Linked DNA regions of Pan troglodytes: region 1 is linked to region 2. A link is a contact called in public HiChIP or PLAC-seq data. All regions are on one chromosome and are shown on one strand. The core of a region is the stretch at or near the end of the contact, and the rest is flanking DNA. Distances in the headings are between cores, read along the strand shown. Region 1 holds the start of TSC22D2 (TSC22 domain family member 2). Region 2 holds the start of PFN2 (profilin 2).

The links. HiChIP or PLAC-seq counts read pairs in DNA pulled down with a chosen protein or histone mark.
Region 1: a contact with region 2 is called in an H3K4me3 HiChIP or PLAC-seq map of stem cell-derived excitatory neurons, with 5 times the contacts expected there. The contact joins the promoter of TSC22D2 here to the promoter of PFN2 in region 2. A contact is called at or near these places in 1 of 7 Hi-C or Micro-C datasets (stem cell-derived neural progenitor cells) and 1 of 1 datasets of contacts at active chromatin or transcription factors (stem cell-derived excitatory neurons).

The regions. Positions count from the first base shown.
Region 1 is chr2:153,600,895-153,607,262 of NHGRI_mPanTro3-v2.0_pri, forward strand. It overlaps TSC22D2 (TSC22 domain family member 2), which reads left to right and starts at 2,885. Exons shown (of 4, transcript XR_001713728.4): 1 at 2,885-5,958.
Region 2 is chr2:153,161,733-153,168,558 of NHGRI_mPanTro3-v2.0_pri, forward strand. It overlaps PFN2 (profilin 2), which reads right to left and starts at 2,113. Exons shown (of 4, transcript XM_063807271.1): 1 at 1,889-2,113. The coding sequence starts at 2,020. It overlaps LOC107970805, which reads left to right and starts at 2,133. Exons shown (of 1, transcript XM_054681165.2): 1 at 2,133-5,402. The coding sequence starts at 2,206. The coding sequence ends at 2,919.

The DNA of each region.
Region 1 (6,368 bases), core at 1,635-4,134, 440 kb after region 2:
TAGTCCAATTCTTAATACACAACACAGGGAATGTTCAATAAATGTCACTGTCTAACTGATAGTATTAATGCTAAAGGGTTACTTCTCTTTGCCTAGGCCATTGCTTAATTTCTATGGAAAGTATTTTCTTTATCCCATAATGTTTAATGCATCATTATTATTTTAAATATAATATACCTTCATTGAAAAAAAAGAGGTTTTCTTGAGTATCTAGAGTTTACATTCCAGGATTTTCTATGAAATAATTCACCATCTGGTACTGATGAGGTTAGATAATAACCTAGGAAAATTTGGGGATATGATGTTTACAGATGATGAAAAGATCTTGCTGTAGCAGTTTTTTATTTTCATCAGTAGAAACTGTCCTTAGTTTTTAACTGCTTTTATTCCCCTGCATTATGTTTTCTAAATGTATCTCCCATGCATCACTGCAATTTGAAATATTTGAAAAAAGTACCAGGTACAGAAGAAACAGTCAAGTTGGGGGCTCTAAGAGCAGTAATCGAGGATTCCCACAGCCTCTAGTATGGTCTCTGGGTACAGGCATGCAGCCTGGTAACTGCATTAAGACTCCTAGTCTTGAGGTTTGGGACTCCAAGGATCTCTTTATTCCAGTGAGTTAGGCTACCATCTTACTTACTAACCACTCTCTATACAGGGAGCATATGTACTTGCATATACATACTGCTTTCTATCATTTAAATTAGTTATTGAAAGGCTTTCGATTCTTTGTGGACCAACTTTTGAATTACATACTTTTTTGTTTAGATATAGCTATGCCACTTTTTGTCCTCTACATTGATTTCCAACTTACTTGCAAAAATCAGAATTCTTATTTCTTTGCAGCAGTTTGATGTAATAAATTCTGTACATTTTTAAGGGCAAATGTATAAAAGTATCTAGGGCTTTTAAACTTTTGGAAAACAATATTTTCAAGAGAACTATTAAACACAAATCCTTAACCATCTAAATGACACTTTTAAAAGTTATAAATCATATGCTTTTCCTAAGATGTCTTTTAACATCTTTAGCCCCCTCCTCACCAGAAATTTAGTCCACTTCTGGATCTCTTCTAAATTATCTTTATCTTTCCTTTCATCTCATAATATATCATTTTAAGGAGAAATGGTCTTACAGATTACTTTAAGATTTTTCCTCTAAATGTACCATTTAAGAGTATCATAACGAGTAATCAAGAAGTTTATATGATAAGATAATGTAAAGGGATGAGCAGGCATATAATACTCATTTTTCCAAAAGCACCACCATCAACACTACCCATTATAACCACCTTAAACATCTGGTAAATCAATCCAAAATTAAATTAAGCTTTTATAAATTCATATTGGGTTTAACCATTTGATCTAACTTATTGATGGAAAACTGCCTCTAACAATTACTGAAATTACAGACTTAGAAATGAAACATTCCATTAGCTATCTCTGCCACAATAGCATAACGTTACATTTTGTTCCATTACTTTCGCCCACCCCCTTAAGAAATAGGGATTTTATGTCGTCTTATTTCACATTCTGACTCCAGTCACTTGGGTTTGGAGTGCATGGTTTCCACTAAAGTTAAAAGATCTAGCTCTATAAATTACAACTAAAGACCTAAAAAATTCTCTGCAAATTTAATTCTCAAAACATCTTTTGGGATAAAAAGTATTTCTATTCTTCAAAGATTAGAGAACCGAGTTCAACGATTTACTGATTTAAGTTATCATTATGTGATTGCTAACGCTGCAGTAGATATGAAATCACGATTTCCATTAAGACTTAGATTTTACCTAAACGACGACTGCTTTAGTATGTCAAAGTTTAGGAGCCCATCCCCATTTTTTTAAACTGCTTAAAAGAATGGCCTTAGTATGCCAAAGTTTAAGAGCCCATCCCCATTTTTTTTAACTGCTTAAAAGAATGGCCTTACCATTTTCTTTGGCCAGGAACTAACTACCAGATGATAAATTTGCCAGTACTTTCTTTTCATAGTTGTTCTTTGCATTGGAACAGGAAAGGGTGCTTTATCACTCGTTACGGTTGTTCATGGCCCAATCCAAATCATATAATACGCTGGCTGCTACTAACAGTTTTAGAATAAACAAAAAGAAGAACTATAATGCAGTAGGTTCTACATTTATAAAGCCCATGAGCTGATTTCGTGCCGAAAGTAAAACAGTCTCAAGAGTTTAAATGAATCCTGGAATCACAGCAAATTCAGGAAATTTAGGAATATGTTGGTAACCCTTAAGCTTTTTAAAAACCGACTACACCCTGGGCAAGTAACCACCCCCTGATGCCGTTGTTGGAGACAGAATTTCTGGCAGGAAGATAATTTTCTGACTCAATCTGGCTTGTCGTTCTTGTTTAATCATCCCCATTTCTCTGAACATTTTACTCCTCTGACTACAATGGTCAACATTTATTTTCAGAAGTTTTAAAGTGATTTAGTTCTTCCAGCCGCACCTCTTTTTATCCCATCTAAGTCTTCCCCAGCCCCCATTCCTATCGCCCTCGTTTCACTAAGATTTTGCTAAACATTAGACACAAGCACATGACCTCCAGTCTTCCACTGTCTCGGAACAAACCGACATAAAAACATCTGATTAGTTCCATTGTAAGCTTCCCTAGGCTTAGAATTTAAAATGGTCTTTAGCTCGTCAATGCTTAAAGAACCTACAACACAAAATTTAAATTTAAAAAATTTTAAATAAAGAAACCGCTCCCTTTTTTAACCTTTAGCCCCGCCCATTGCCCCCCACCCCAGGTTCCACGCGAAACTGCAGGAAACCGGAGGGGGCGGAGCGGTGACGTCACGACGCCGGTGCGTCACGGAACGGCGGCGGCTGCGGCGCTGGCGGTGGTTGCGGCAGCGGCGGCATTTTAGTCGGCAGCGGCGGCGGCAGCGGGGCTGCTGCTCCTCCCAGCATCCCTGGCGCGGCCATTTCAGCCCCATCTTGGCCCAGCGGAGGGAGCTGCAGCCGCCTCTTCAGCAGTTTGAATTTCAGTTTCTTCGGGGTTTAGGAATTGGGCGCACCGAGGAGGAGCTGAAGAAGCCACCACCGCTACCTCACACAGCCGGGGCGCCTCCGGTCCCGTGCCAGCGGTCTGCCGCCGCCGCCCCTCTCTGAGAGAAGCCGCGAGGGGAGGCCGAGACCGCCGTCGCCGCCCGCCCGCAGGGGTGGTTCCCCCTGTAAGGGGAGGACCGAGCCGGCTTTCCCCTCCCCCAGAGCGGGTTTCCGCCTGAGGCAGTCGACATGTCCCTGGGGCTGAGCTCCGGCTAGAGCCGGGGAGGGAGGGCCGCCTGCCCGCGCCACAGCCCCACCGCCCGCCCGCGGCCCTTCAGCCAGCTCCGGCCCGCGGCTCCCGGCTGAATTAGGCATCTCCGACTCCGGACTCGCCGCTCCTTCCCTCAGTCAGAGAGCCCAGCGCTGACGCCGGCACCGGCCTGAGGAGCCCGAGCGGGGCAGCACCGCCCCTCACGCCGCCGCCGCCGCCGCCACCGCCACCGCCTCCTCCTCCTCCTCCTCCTCCTCCTCCTCCTCCTCCTCCTCCTCCTCCTCCTCCTCCTCCTCTTCGCCCTCCCACTCCCACCCCCAGCCAAGGCCTGCTGACCGCGCCGAGCGCCGAGCTGGACTGACCACGGCTGCCCGGAGACGAGAGAGGAAGCAGCCGACCCGCCCCTGGGTTCGCGCTCTCGCCGCCTCTGAGGGAATTGAATTGAGGCGCCGCGGCTGCGAGAGCTAAAAAGGAAGGAGGAGCCGCCGCGGGACTGAGACGGGGGCAGAGCCGAAGAGACCGACACGGAGAAGGAAACGAGGAGGAGGATGTCTCACCGGGCGGCCAGCGCCTGGATCAGCCCGTGACTCTTAACAGCGACGGGCCTCAGACCCCAGCGCAGACTCGGACTTTGTCTTTGGGGGCCCGTGCACTGCCCTCCCCGGTTTCCGACAGGACCCAGAGGAGCCGGCGTGCCTCTCTGCCCTCCAGCCTTCTTCACCATGTCCAAGATGCCGGCCAAGAAGAAGAGCTGCTTCCAGATCACCAGTGTCACCACGGCCCAGGTGGCCACTAGCATCACCGAGGACACCGAGAGCTTGGACGACCCGGACGAGTCACGCACAGAGGACGTCTCCTCCGAGATTTTCGACGTCTCTCGGGCCACGGATTATGGCCCTGAGGAGGTCTGCGAGCGCAGCTCTTCGGAAGAGACGCTTAACAATGTTGGGGATGCGGAGACTCCCGGGACCGTCTCCCCAAACCTCCTCCTAGATGGGCAGCTGGCAGCGGCGGCTGCTGCTCCCGCCAACGGAGGAGGAGTCGTTTCGGCCCGGAGCGTGTCTGGGGCGCTCGCCAGTACCCTGGCGGCGGCCGCCACTTCGGCCCCCGCCACCGGAGCACCCGGCGGCCCCCAGCTGGCGGGCTCATCCGCCGGGCCAGTGACTGCAGCCCCATCTCAGCCTCCCACCACATGTAGTTCCCGTTTTCGCGTGATCAAGCTGGACCACGGGAGCGGAGAGCCCTATAGACGCGGCCGATGGACGTGTATGGAATACTATGAGAGGGATTCAGACAGCAGCGTCCTGACTAGATCCGGGGATTGCATTAGACACAGCAGTACTTTTGACCAGACTGCGGAGCGGGACAGCGGCCTGGGCGCCACCGGAGGGTCGGTGGTGGTAGTAGTGGCCTCCATGCAGGGGGCGCACGGGCCCGAGTCGGGAACTGACAGCTCCTTGACTGCTGTGTCACAGCTACCCCCGTCGGAGAAAATGAGCCAGCCCACTCCGGCCCAGCCGCAGAGTTTTAGCGTTGGGCAGCCACAGCCGCCGCCGCCACCCGTAGGTGGGGCTGTGGCTCAAAGCTCGGCTCCGCTGCCGCCGTTCCCGGGAGCCGCGACCGGGCCGCAGCCAATGATGGCAGCCGCGCAGCCCAGCCAGCCCCAGGGAGCGGGGCCCGGGGGACAGACTCTGCCGCCGACGAATGTAACCCTGGCGCAGCCGGCTATGTCCCTGCCTCCGCAGCCGGGCCCTGCAGTGGGCGCCTCCGCGGCGCAGCAGCCCCAGCAGTTCGCGTATCCTCAGCCTCAGATACCGCCCGGACATTTGCTGCCCGTCCAGCCCTCCGGCCAGAGTGAGTACCTGCAGCAGCACGTGGCCGGCCTGCAGCCGCCAAGCCCCGCGCAGCCCTCGTCCACCGGCGCCGCAGCGAGCCCCGCCACGGCGGCCACCCTTCCCGTGGGCACCGGCCAGAATGCTTCCTCGGTGGGCGCGCAGCTCATGGGCGCGTCTTCCCAGCCCAGCGAAGCCATGGCCCCCCGGACGGGACCAGCGCAAGGCGGGCAGGTCGCGCCTTGTCAGCCGACTGGAGTGCCCCCGGCTACTGTGGGAGGCGTGGTGCAGCCGTGCCTGGGTCCTGCGGGGGCTGGGCAGCCCCAGTCCGTGCCTCCGCCGCAGATGGGTGGCAGTGGTCCGCTGTCAGCCGTACCTGGTGGCCCTCACGCCGTGGTGCCCGGAGTTCCAAACGTGCCTGCAGCCGTGCCCGCTCCAAGCGTGCCTAGTGTGTCTACCACTTCTGTTACTATGCCAAATGTACCCGCGCCTCTGGCCCAGTCGCAACAGCTGAGCAGCCATACGCCAGTCAGCAGGAGCAGCAGCATAATCCAGCATGTTGGGCTGCCCTTAGCGCCAGGCACACACAGCGCACCAACAAGTCTACCACAGTCTGACCTAAGCCAGTTTCAAACTCAGACCCAGCCTTTAGTCGGGCAAGTCGACGATACTAGAAGAAAATCAGAACCCCTACCTCAACCACCACTTTCTCTCATTGCTGAAAATAAGCCTGTTGTGAAGCCGCCTGTTGCAGATTCCCTGGCAAACCCCCTTCAGTTAACACCTATGAACAGTCTGGCCACCTCTGTATTCAGCATAGCTATTCCTGTTGATGGTGATGAAGACAGGTATGGAAATCTCTATTTTAAATATTTGATAGAAATGCTTGGCCAACATTGTAGCTTAGGATGCAACTTTGGGAGATTTGTTGTCAACGGAGGCCCTTAGCATTTTTAAATACAAAATTTAGTGTTTGGTAAAATTGATTTAGATTGCTGATGCTGATGTCAAAGGGTGTAATGAGCGAATTGGTCTTGTCACAGGTGTTTAAAAGCACTAAAATGGGTAGGGATGCAACATTGTTTACTCAAAAAAAGGTGAATTTAAGCTTAATGCTTACCATTTAATGGTGGTAGCTAGTGTGTTATGCTCCCATAGAATTGTCCTTTTCTTACATATCAATCACACTTGAACACGTAAGGCAGAGAGATTTGTCAGTGTGAGTTTTGAGGCTGAGACATAATATTACCTACAAGTT
Region 2 (6,826 bases), core at 863-3,362:
TGACACTAGACAAAGTGCAAACTTAAAAGAGTTATTTATAAACTGTATTAAGTCAGCTGGTGCCTGAAAGTGTTCACGTAATGGTAAAAATTCAGCTATCAACTCTGAACAAAGCTGGTCTATCATATTCAGTCCCATTACAGTAAATCATGTTTCATCAAATTTAAAGTTGCTTCAAAGTCTCCCAAAATAAAGCCTGTTCTTTGATGTGTTCACTTCTCTGCTTAGAATAACTAGAAATATACGTGATGAGATGGACTTCAACCCCTGGACATCAGTGCTTTTCCAAATTCATATTTCCCTCCTATTTTTCTAGCCACGACTCCCGTTTCTTTCCAACTTCCCTTCCCCTCCCATCTCAGTAATCAGTTTTCTTTCTGGGCAAACGCAAAGTGGATTCTGTCTACAGCACTGCGGTAGGCAATAGTAAAACAGAAAAAATGGAGGGAGATTGGGAAAGAAACTGAGGTAGCCACCAGAACCGGAAAGGAGAAAACGTGCATTCTAACATTCCATGAATAAGAAGGAAGGCGTCGCCCCCATCAGAACTGCAGAGTCATAGCAGGCCCCAGCCATTTCCAAGCACACTCCCGCAATCTTCCTAGTCAGACAGCGGGAACTCACACACAAAGACAAGAGGACTGCAGGAAAAAAGTTGATGACCAGATGCCAATTCCCTACAAGAATTGTAGTCCACTGCGGGTATACGAGACCTTAAAGTACTACTATCAAGGACTGAGTTCTAAAGTTAGACTTTAAACCATGTTAAGTGGTAAAAGAATAATTAGCACCCTTAATAGGGGACCTGAATTTTGGTGTTTAATGGAAAGGGAGCGTGGTGCTAAGAAATAAAGAGAATGGTCTCGTATTTAATACAATTATCATAATTTTAGAAACAGCCTTGGGCAGAAACAGGCAAAACAATAAGCTGGAGGTTTTGTGGCAAATATTCGCCAAACATATTGCAACCAACTCAAAACCATCAAGTCTCAAGAAAATCAGGCAATGTGAAGCATAAAACTGCATTAGTTCCTTTACTGCCACCACTAAAGAGGGAGGGACTTAGAGAAGTGAAGTGTGCTCCTGGTCTTCGCAGATAATTGAAAGCCCCCGAAAAGCACCCCTTTTTTGAGCTATGTTGCATAACTGGGGATAACCGTATATCGATGAATCTCCATATGAGGAGAGAAATCAATGGCAGTTCGCCATCTTGGAGAATTTAAAAAAAAAAAAAAAACAACCTATAGAGCTAGAGCTGAAGTCGAGATTCACGAATCCACCTACGCGGTCGGCGTACATCTCTCGCAAGCCCCAGAGGCCTGGACATCGGTAAACCTACGCAAAGTCGCTTCGAGAATCCCGGGGGCCGGGCCGGGGCCGCCGCCTCCCACAGCCGGAGGCGCGGGAGGCGCGCTGTCCGCGGAGCAAGAGCCGGCCAGAGAGCCTAGGGACCTCCACCCGGGGCCCGCGCGCCCCAGCCCGGATCCCCGACCCCCGCTTCCACCCCAGGACGTGCATAGCAAACCTCAGGGCTTCAAGAGAACCTAGGGGAACCGCACTAGGAGGAGAAAAGGAACCCCTCCCCTTGCCCTGGCCGGTGCGTGCCCCCTCCCCCAACCCGGGCACCTGGACCGACGCTGGGAACGCCCGGCCAGGGCCAGCGAGGAGTCCGGCCGCCGCCCCCAGCCTGTCAGCGCAGCCCCGGGTGAGGGGGCGTCCCCGGGCCTCGGCCTCCCCGCCCGCCCGGCAGCCGCATCCTCGGCGCCCGCTGCCTAGCACACCTGCGGGCTCGGCCCTCAGTGTTCCAGCCCCGCGCTGCGGTGCCCCCGCGGCCGGCCAACCCCGCTCCGGTGCAGGGACCAGGGTACCGGCCGCCACTGGTCCTCACCGTAATGCTCTGAAAGACGCCCCCGGCCGTGGCTGCCCAGACGTATTTGGCGTCGCAGTAGCCGACAATGGCGGCCTCCTGGCAGCAGCCATCGCACATCAGGTTATCCACGTAGCTCTGCCAACCGGCCATCTTCGAGCCCTTCGCACTGCAGCGCGGACGGCGAGGAGCAGCAGGCGCAGCGGCGGCGGCGGCGGTAGCGGGCGGCGGCGGCGGCGCGGGGGGAGGCGGGGCGGGGGCGGGGAGGAGGCGGCTCTGCGCAGGCACCGACCGCCCCCCTCCCCGAGGAGCTGCGGAGGGAGGACGCGGGTTCAGCGATGAGGGACGAACCTCAGAGCGCGCTCGGCCGCTCGGCCGCCCGCAGCCGCGGGGCTGACAAACCAGCGGCGGGAGGCTGCGAAGCGGCTGTGCCTGTGGCGGCTGCTCCTTACCGCAGCGCCCTCCGTTTTCCGCGGACACGGCTGGGCGTGCGCGCGCGCGTGCGTGCGATCCTTCCGCGGCGCCCGGGCACGGAGGGTCCCGGGAAGGGCGGGGGGAGACTGAGGCGGGGGCGCGGAGGGATACCGCCCCGGGACAATCACGGCCGCCACGTGCGGGAGGCGCCGGCCGGGCGCGGTGGCGTTGCGGTGGAGGGCCGAGCTTCGGACCTCGGGCCGGCGGAGAGGGTGGACCCCGCGTCGCTCTCGGCACCCCAGGAACAGCAGCGGCACGGACGCCTTGGAGCCCCGCGGCCGGGCCGCGATGTGCTTTTCTCCTGTGTCCGCTGCCCGGGATGCGGAATCTTGAGCCTCGGTGTCGGGTTACAGAGTTGTCCTGGTGACGGGATGCGGAGCGTTTCCTCCTCTTTGTGGTGGGGGCGGCTGGTGGCAGGGGCAGCTGGTGGCAGGGTTGCCCACGCTAATCTCCGAGTCTCTAAGGGCACCGTCTTTCCTGGATCCCTCTTGCGCCTCGTCCATAAAGGCAGACCCGCGGGCGCGCGCCGGCAACCTGAAATCAGAGCAGGCGTCCGTGGCGCTCAGGAACCTTGCTGAGCTTCGCCGATCTTTCATTGTTGCTTCATTTGGGTACCAAGGGCCTCTCATTCTGTGGATTCTTTGCCTGGAGGAGCCCCCTTAATGTTGCTAATCACGTGTGGTTAAATTGCTCGTGAATTCCGAACAAAACAAATAGCGACCTGTGTTACACTGTTTCTTGGTAACTGGGAAAGTTACTGGTGGCTTGAAGTATACGCAGAAAATACAAAGATTAAAAACTAGGGAAGAGTTCACTGAATGAACACCGTAACATTTCTGCTCTGCAGGGTAAAATAATTTCGGGACCCAGGTCTGGGAAAGATTTGTATTAACAAGGTAAACGGTGGGTAGAGTGCCTGAGAAGCTATTCGTATCGTCTTTGGTAGCCTCTGGGCACTAGGACTAGACATGGAATTAGGGGTCCCCCAACAATGACTTCAATTTTAGGTTAATAGAAACCATCTGCCACTTAAGGGAAAGAAAGCACCAAAATGTAGATAAGTTGATGTTCACCCTTAAAGTTATCGTGTAAGGTCATGATTTGTAGGAGGATTAAGGAATGTATCTCTGGAAAGGGCAAGAACGTTGCTTTTAAAAGTCTAATTGGTTCTGAAGTTTTATATTTTTTCTGCTGATTGCTTTAAAATGTTCAGCTACTAGAGAGAAAAAAAGTACAGTAAAAGAAACCCCCAAGTCAGAGACCTATCAGACTGAGAATATGTATTTTCTCATGTTCTAAAGATACAGAATACCTGTGTGGTGTAAAATGTGAGCCAAAAATTGTTTCATTTTTGTAAGTGTGCCTCCCACCTGATTTAATTACACTTAATTGTTCTTGTTTATGACTCTGCCTTTTATGGTGATGTTGATCATTTTAGTCCTTCGATCATAGCACTGTATCATCTTAAAAGTTAATAATAGATTACTTGTAACACAGGCTATGTGAGAATTCATCAAGCTGTATGTACATTTATTGTGCTCTTCATTGTATGTATAATTCAATAAATTGAAACAGTAAACAAAAAGGTAATTATAGAAAAAATACAGTGATAACTTGAAGTATGTTGAATTTTTATTAATTTACTCTGAAGGTTTTAAGATATAATTTCTAGACGTTACTATCTTATTGTTATAGCACAGAGTTGGAAATAACTACATTCTTTTCCTATTCTTTTATTGTTGGCTTTAAACAGTGAAAGAATTTGACCAACAATATTTTCTAATTCAAATCTCAAAAGATTCTAAAACACATTTCTTGGGTAAAATATTCACAAAAATTTAGAATTCTTGACATTTTTCTATATTTTTCAAAATATAATTCATTTTAAATTACTGCTTACTTTTCCAACATGATGTTATTTTTCTAGAATTGCAAACAGTAAAATTTAAACAACTATGAAAAAAATTCTGTATAATAGATTAAATTTTACAGTTTCAATTTTTAGGTTATATATTCAAAGAGAGTCCATGTGCTGTCTTGGTTTTCAGTACTGTAATAAAGTAACCTGTGCTTTTTTGTTTGTTTATTGAGACTCCGTCACCAGGGCTGGAGTGCAGTGGCATGATCTCGGCTCACTGCAACCTCCGCTTCCTGGGTTCAAGCAATTCTCCTGCCTCAGCCTCCCAAAAGTAGCTGGGATTACAGACACCCGCCACTACGCCCAGCTAATTTTTTGTATTTTTTGTAGAGACGGGGTTTCACCATGTTGGCCAGGCTGGTCTCAAACTCCTGACCTCGTTATTCGCCTGCCTCGGCCTCCCAAAGTGCTGGGATTACAGGCATAAGCCACCATGCCCGGCCACCTGTGCTTGTTTTCTTTAGAACCAGCTTCCTTGCATGCTGCTTTATTTTCCATTTGTGTACAGTGATCTCTTCCTATTTCATCTAAGTGTTGCTTATACGTTTCAGAAAGTATAAATAGAGGTGGAATACTGAGCTTTAGTAATAACAATATTGGTTCACTTAAGTCCAAAGGAGTATCAGTGTGAGAAAAAGAATTGCCAATTTGTATCTTCCTCTACTTTTCTGAGAGTAAGTAATCCCTAGGATAATAATTGTAATATCTGGGCAGAAGTTTAGAAAAGTTGTGGCTGTGTTGTTGATACAAATAGCCAGAATAATGTAGCCATTAACAATCAGTAGCATATTTAAGTTTGGAGTGCATTATTATGCATTCTTTCCAGAATTATTTTACTCTTATTGAGTAAAGCAGAAACTGTGTAGTAAGCCACATTTAATGTGTAAGTCAAGTGGTGTCTGAACCACTTGAGTCCATGTAAAAATCATTTGAAATTTTAGCAAAACACAAACAAATTATCTTTAAAATGTACACAACCTGATAATCATTGGGGGCAGGATCTAAAACTATACACAGTAATTACCCCCAAATTTAGTAAAACCATAATTAACCATCGGTTATTTAAAAATTTCACCGCATAGTTCATTTCTGAAAACAGTATATGAATTATAAAATCAATATCACAGCAATAAAGTTTAGAAAATGGAGAAAAATCCTTAATCCCACAAGCTAATACAAATATCTTTTGAATGTATTCACTATTTATGATTTTTACAGTAAAGAACAAGGAGAACTTATAATTCTGCATTTGGCCATTTTACCCTGAAATTCTATGAATTTTTGCTTTTTATATTTTGAGGCTATTAGGAAAATGGAAATTTAAATTGTTATATTTTTCCTTTCTGATGAATTTATTCTTTATTATTTAGTAGTTGCCCTCTTGATCACCAATACTGCTTTTTGTCTTAAAATTTTTGTCAAATATTAAGGTAACATCCCAGCTCTCTTTTTATTGGTGTTTACCTTATATATCTTTTCGCTCCCCACCTCTCTTTCAACCTTTCTCTGTCCTTTTTATTTTGTGTCTCATAAACTTCACGCAGCTGGATTTTGTTTTTTTATCCAATATGGCAGTATAACCTTTAATTGGCAAGTTTATTCCATTTACATTCATTGTAATTATTGACATACATTTGGACTTGTTTGAACTAATTTTATTAGTCTCTTTTTTTTCCGATGCTTCTTTTTTCTTCCTTGCCTTTAAAAAAAATGTCGGGCATGTGTGTTTTATTCTTCCTTTTTTTTTTTCAAATTTATGCTACCAATTTTTCTTAGTGTTACCCTTAAATTTTTGCCTTGCATATTTAATACAATAAAGTTTTAAGTTAAATATCTTAAACACTACCCCTAGACAATCCAAAAACCTTAGAATGTTTTAAGTCTGGACACCTCTCTCCAGACTCTTACACAGATGTTTATGTATGTGTGTATATATATGTACTTACATGTTTGTATTTTATTTACTTACTATTCCTTTTCATATCTCAGATCATTCTATGATCATTTTTCTTTCTAAAGTACATCTTTTAGAAGTTCCTTTAATAGCAGTCTGTTGGTGAGAAACTATGTTTATCTGAAAATATATTTATATCACTTTCATCCTCTGACAATGGGTTGGATCTACAATGCAAAATGGACACTTTGAAGATGTTATTCCATTTCATTTTGGTTTTTGTCACTGCTGTTGTATCATATGGATGATTTGTCTCTTTTCCTCTGGCTACTTTGGAACCTTTTTGTGTTTGCTCTTCTACAGTTTCACTATGATGTGTCTACATTTGGGTTTCTTTTATTCTACTTAGGAAAATAGATTTATATTTATCATCACTTCTGTAAAATTCTCAATCACTATCTCTTCAATTAATTCCTTTTTCTCAGTTCTCTTTACTGTCTTAGAGTTCAGAATACATATGTTTCTGTTTCCTCTTCTGTTCTCCGTATCTCTTAACTTCTTTCATCTTTTTCATCTTCTTACTACTCTCTGTGCTCTATTCTGGGTAATTTCCTCAGATGTGTATTCCATATCACTGTTCAGCTATGTTTCATCTGTTGATAAACCCATACAT